Regions from separate parts of the Bos taurus genome. Here region 2 is linked to region 1. A link is a contact called in public Hi-C data. All regions are on one chromosome and are shown on one strand. The core of a region is the stretch at or near the end of the contact, and the rest is flanking DNA. Distances in the headings are between cores, read along the strand shown.

Region 1 (2,892 bases), core at 118-2,617:
ATCCCCTCCTCCTCTCATCTTTGTGATGATCAAGGGTGCCCCCGTAGTCTGTGCTGGAAGCCTGGGAATCGTGTTGAATGGGTAGAAAGGGTTGCTCAATTCTGTACATCTCTCAGGAGAGCTATTTAGCACGCACGCCTGTGGGTTTATCGTGGTGGAGGCAATGCATGTGTTTAACGGTCCTGGCTCCCCTTTTCTCTAATAATAATGATTATGTTCAGTGAGTTCTTGCTGTTGTTTAGTTGCTAAGTTGCATCCGACTCTTTGTGACCCCATGGACTGCAGCATGCCAGGCTCCTCTCTCCATGGAATTGGATACCCATTTCCTTCTCCAGGGTATCTTCCCAACCCAGGGATAGAACCTGCGTCTCCTTCGTTGGCAGGCAGAGTCTTTACCACTGAGCCATCAGGGAAGCCTGAGATCTTCTTAGTACATCTCAAACTGTTTCTTCTCCTACACTATTTACAGCAAGGGTTGTAAATTGAGGTTCCTCGTGGCCAAGCAGGAAACCAGTTGGAACAAAGGGGTCTTGGTGGGCCAGCTTGCTCAGTGGCTCATGCCTGTGTGCAGGTCTGGGGACACCTCCACCTTCCAGCTGCTGCTGCATGGGAGGGTGGGCCTAGAGCTGCCATCACATATCAAGAGAAACTAAGGACCCATGCTTTGCTGTGTTATCTTTCAATTTTTTAAAACTATTGGCAGCTAACGCCATTAAAGTTTAAAACACACACTCAACACCAACACCAGAATGGCTCAGGCAGGGTAAGGTTCTTGGTCACCCATTCGCAGCCTGTGATACACATGTCATTTCATCAGCAGTTCCTTTTCATGCTCCTTCCCACAAATGAACGCTGAAAAAAGCCACACAGTTGAAAACTGCAATCCTAAAGGTGACCGAGAACTTTGAACTCCTTACTAAAACAAACAACAAATGTTCTCTTTCATGCTGTTCTTGCTTTAAATAGATTTTAAAAGGAAACCAGCGCTGTCCCCTGATTTAGGATTACTGACATGACTTTTGGGTCTTAGTTACTCTGTGCAGTTCCTACTTTCCTTGCTTAGTTGGACATCTTTTTTCCCCCTCGTGTCTGAAAGTCATTCACATGCTCTAGTGTCGTCATTAAAATGCTGTATTTTGGGAAGCCGCTTGCCTTTGGGGGTGGATGACTGGTCTCCAGGGGGTTTTCATTTTTATTTTTGTCAACTACTGTGGAGCACCCCAATCAAAGGTCAGATTATTTTAAATTAATGCCATTTAAGGAATTAGTTGTCTAGACCACTTTGACTTCCTTTTGCCTAGGCTGTGCAACATGCCGCCAGCTCTCTGAAGGACAGTGACATCTAGTGGCTGGTCGCTGTACGTGTCTGTTCTTTCAGAGAGAACTGGATGCTAACCCCGCTGGTCATAATTTCCCAAGATGTTGGCAGAATGAGGTTCCCCTACCCTTAGCCAATCATGTAATTTGTTCTTCGGGCATTGACTGCATTTCCTGACAGCGTTTCTGTCTGTTACCTTGAAATAGCACCTACATTGTTTTGGTTCTGAGAAATGATCTGTTACTTTAAGCTGGGAAGAACCAGAGGAGTGATGAGTCTTTATTGTCTTCTGAAGCCTGGGTCCTGCGTTGCTTATTTTCAGAGGCCTTAATTCAATATCATGTTATGTAATTCAGAGTTTTTTGACCTTAAATAACTTTTCCCCACTGCTCCAGTGACCTCTCTGTGGTAATGTAATAATGGTTTCTCTATTTCTGAAATAAAATAGCAGGTGACTGTGATGGGATTGGCCTTGATGTTGCTTAGGGAAACACAGTAATGCCCATGGTGACAGTGGTGGTAGAGAGCATAGCATGGAGTGCCATTTCTTCTTTAGAAATTCGGAACTGTCCTCAAGTCATTGTGCAAGGAAAAGAGCAACAGGTACTTGATTTATTGGGATTCTTAAATATTGAAAAGGTAGCACATTTAAGGTGGCTGTTTGTTTACTTTTATTGTTAAATTAATTTTTACTGGAGTGTAGTTGCTTTACAATGTTGTGATAGTTGCTACTGTACAGCAAGGTGAAGCAGCTATAGGTTTTCATATATCCCCTCTTTTTTGGATTTCCTTCCCATTTAGGTCACCACAGAGCACTGAGTAGAGATCCCCGTGCTGTACAGCAGGTCCTCATTAGTTATCTATTTTATACTCAGTAGTCTATATATGTCAGGCCCACTCTCCCAATTCATCCCACTCTGCCTCCCCACCCTTAGCATCCATATGTTTGTTCTCTACGTCTGTGTCTCTATTTCTGTTTTGCTCATAAAGCTTTTTAAAAACCCAGGCTTCTTGCCATGGAGATAGGATGAAGATGCTTCTGAAAAAATGACATGTGAGTATTGTAAGAAGTGAATTTCAAAAACACATGAGTAAGAAAAGGGAAAAAAAATGGTATGCTCTCTAAATCTAAATTACCTCAAAGATAATCTTGGTTTTATATTTGGTGTGTGTCCCAGTTTCCAACCCCCTATTATTCCTGTATCTCTGTATGTTAAAGTATTAATAGGGGCATGCCGTCTCACTTGTCTTTCTTTACCTGCTTATTTCCCCACTTACTATGTCATGAATAAACAAGTAGTTCTGTATTTTTCATGGCTACTTGATAACCCCATGGTATAGCAGTACTGTAATTTTAGATAGGCAATCCCTATGGAGTGCAGAAATACTTAGGATCCTGACAGTTTTTTTCCATTCTGGGGCGGGAGGCGGGGGGCAGGCAGTGGTTATGGCCTCATGTGCATGCCTGTTGACTTCTTAGAAGAAATTCCTGGAAAAAGGATGGCTAAGTCAAAGGTATGCCCGTTGACCAACTTTTTGGTGGATATTGCCAGATTATCCTTCAGAAGGGGTAA
Region 2 (2,892 bases), core at 178-2,677, 270 kb before region 1:
AATATCCATCAGAATTTAAAATAACCATAAGCTCTGATACAGGAGTTAAGACTCCTAGGAAATTATCCTACAGAATCTATCTGCACAAACTGGCAGAGATATAAGTAGGCACAAATAGTTTTATTGGAACATTTTTTAACAATAGAAACTGAAAATAATCCAAATATTCATCAATAAGGAATGCTTAAATAAAGTCAGCTATTTAAAAAGAGCTAGACCTATATAGTACTTTCATGGGGCATGCAAAACATGTAAAATGAATAGCATTATAATATGACTCCATTTTGTTTCATAAAAACCAAATATAAGTTGAATACATTTTGTATGATTTCTGTGTGCCTCTATGTACCAGGTTGGCCAAAAAGTTTGGTTGGGTATTTTCAAAAACCTGACTAAACTTTTTGGCCAACCTAATACATATTGATGATCATCTGTACTCAATGTCTACCAACAGACATATGTATAATATGTGTTTGTAAATGCATACAAAAAGTCTGGAAAGATACACTTACTGTTCATAATAGTTACCTCCTAGCACAGATTTGAGAGAAGACCAGAATTCACAGAATGAAGGACACTTTGCATGTTTTTCAGAGTCTCTAGTTTTACCCGATGCATTTTATTGCTGTTATAATTTTTTTAAAAAAAAGGTTTTTCTAATGGAACTTGATGGACTTATTAATAAGATACTTACTAATAAAGGCAGTAGAAATTCGGAAACTAATCAGAGTAATAAGATGAGAGATCATTCTAAAACCCCTCCTCCCTTCCAAAGGTTCTCGTCTCCACGAGCTCTTTAAAAAGCACGAGACTGGAGAGGACAAATATTTCCGATAAATTTTTCCTATGGAATAAATATTTGCACATTCTTCTTTATCTTTTCCCACTTGCCTCCCCAAATCCACAGTACCCCTCAATGAAAGGTTCTCCAACTTTAGGGATCATTTGTACAAAAACAGCAAAACCCAAAACCAATGTGGCCACTAGAGGGGGAACATTACATATAAAACCAGTTCAAGTTGCCATGGATGGAGGTACCAGGGCTGGCTCCAAAAGAGACCAACGCTAACAGCCCAGAAGCAGTATCAACATGATTCACCCCTTGGCTTGCCTAATATATCCTGGAGCAAGAGTTTGTTAATAAATACAAAACTACAAATGTGAATGTGGTTTCCACATTAATGAGGTTTTTTTTTTTTTTCCTCCCCACCAAACTGAGTATTTACAAATGTTCTGGAACAGAAGAAAATTCTAAGTTTGAAGCTGTCCTGAAACCACGTCTTAAGAAACAATACCCAGTTTTCAGTCCCTTGGCAGAGTTAGGGGTAGAGAGTAAGAAACTTGTCACAAAGACCAGGGAATTGACTCTTATCAAGGAAGTCCTCCCATATGCTTTTTCAGAGCGCTATTTAACAAGCACGGTGCAAGCATAGAGGCGGCAACGGCGGAGGTGGCTGCGGTGAGGAAGAACGAGGGCTCGAACTTTCTTACTGGCCTGAGAGCTTTAGGGCTCCTGGGGTCACGATGTCAGAGAAAAAACAGCCGGTAGACTTGGGTCTCCTGGAGGAGGACGACGAGTTCGAGGAGTTCCCTGCGGAAGACTGGGCTGGTTTAGATGAAGATGAAGATGCACATGTCTGGGAGGATAATTGGGATGATGACAACGTAGAGGATGACTTCTCCAATCAGTTAAGAGCTGAACTAGAGAAACATGGGTATAAGATGGAGACTTCATAGCATCCAGAAGAAGTGTTGAAGCAACCTACACCTGAACTGTTTACTAAATTCTAGAACAGAGAACCCAGGCTGGGATACCTACAAATGTTTATTTCATTACCTGCTTTGATTTATCTTTGTTTTTGTAATGCAAAAAAATAAATGTTTTGATCTAAAAAAAAATAAAAAATAAAAAGAAAGCACGGTGCAGGACCCTTTTCCTTTTGCTCTTCACACATGATCTCAGTCGTCTTATCAGCTGTAATTTTTTCATAAATTTGAGCTTGGTATGAATGAGCTGATAATGCACCCTTTGATCTTCATTATTTCCAGCAGAAGAATGTTTCCCATACTCAGCCTTCTCCTACCTTACCCCTAAAAATTCGCTTCTTTATGGTAAGATAATCACTTTGTAAAAACAAGCAACACACTTTAGGAAAGAAAAGGATGTTAAGAAAAACATGTAGTCCTAACCTTGGAAGTCTCATTGCTGTATTGAAAATGATGTAAAGCCAGTAAAGATTTGCAAGCAGATCACCCTATACTGGGGCTTTCCTGGTAGCTCAGCTGGTAAAGAATCCACCTGCAATGTGGGAGACCTGGGTTTGATCTCTAGGTTGGAAAGATCCCCTGGAAGAGGGCAAGGCAACCCAGTTCAATATTCTTGCCTGGAGAATCCCCATGCAGAGAGGAGCCTGGCAGGCTACAGTCTATGGGGTTGCAGAGTCCGACGTGCCTAAGCACAGCACAGCACCCTACACTGATGGTTTTAACACTCCTGCCTTAATTCTACCTTTTCTAAAAGTATTTCCATTTAATTTTCAAAATCTGAAAAACTGGTTAAGGAACTCATATCAAGCAACCAGTAGGGGAACAATTTAAACTGAGACAGTCTGGCTCCAGGGTCATTCCTAACTACTGTCATTTTTAACTACTAAGCCATTTCCTTCCTCGATCTTTGCCTTTTTTTCTCCTTGAGGCTACCTTTCGCCCCAGTGATCTCTCCTCCTCAATCCACCCTTCCCCACCCCACACTTAATTTAAAACCACGGATCTAGTGATGTGGTAGAGAGAACTGAAGTCACAAAAACGGTGTGAGTCCTGGTCCTGCTTCATTCAGCTATGTCACCTGGATGCCTCGCAAACACCGAGTCCTAGCTTCCTAAGTGCACAGTG

Evidence for each region. Hi-C and Micro-C count contacts between places; a contact is called where the count stands out from the background.
Region 2: a contact with region 1 is called in a Hi-C map of liver, with 4 times the contacts expected there. The contact joins the promoter of LOC101907965 here to the enhancer-like site in region 1. A contact is called at or near these places in 4 of 11 Hi-C or Micro-C datasets (liver, skeletal muscle, skin fibroblasts and 1 more).

Annotation. Positions count from the first base shown.
Region 1 is chr22:21,738,241-21,741,132 of ARS-UCD2.0, reverse strand. All of the region lies in intron 5 of ITPR1 (inositol 1,4,5-trisphosphate receptor type 1), which reads left to right. Among named protein-coding and RNA genes, the nearest start is that of MIR2285AM, 67 kb to the left of the region's middle. Within about 2 kb of position 1,367, at least 8 of the 102 cell types and tissues checked have an H3K27ac peak or open chromatin away from gene starts, as enhancers often do. A contact at or near this core is called in liver, where this site is marked.
Region 2 is chr22:22,003,581-22,006,472 of ARS-UCD2.0, reverse strand. It overlaps LOC101907965 (26S proteasome complex subunit SEM1), which reads left to right and starts at 1,427. Exons shown (of 1, transcript XM_010817627.4): 1 at 1,427-1,900. The coding sequence starts at 1,525. The coding sequence ends at 1,737.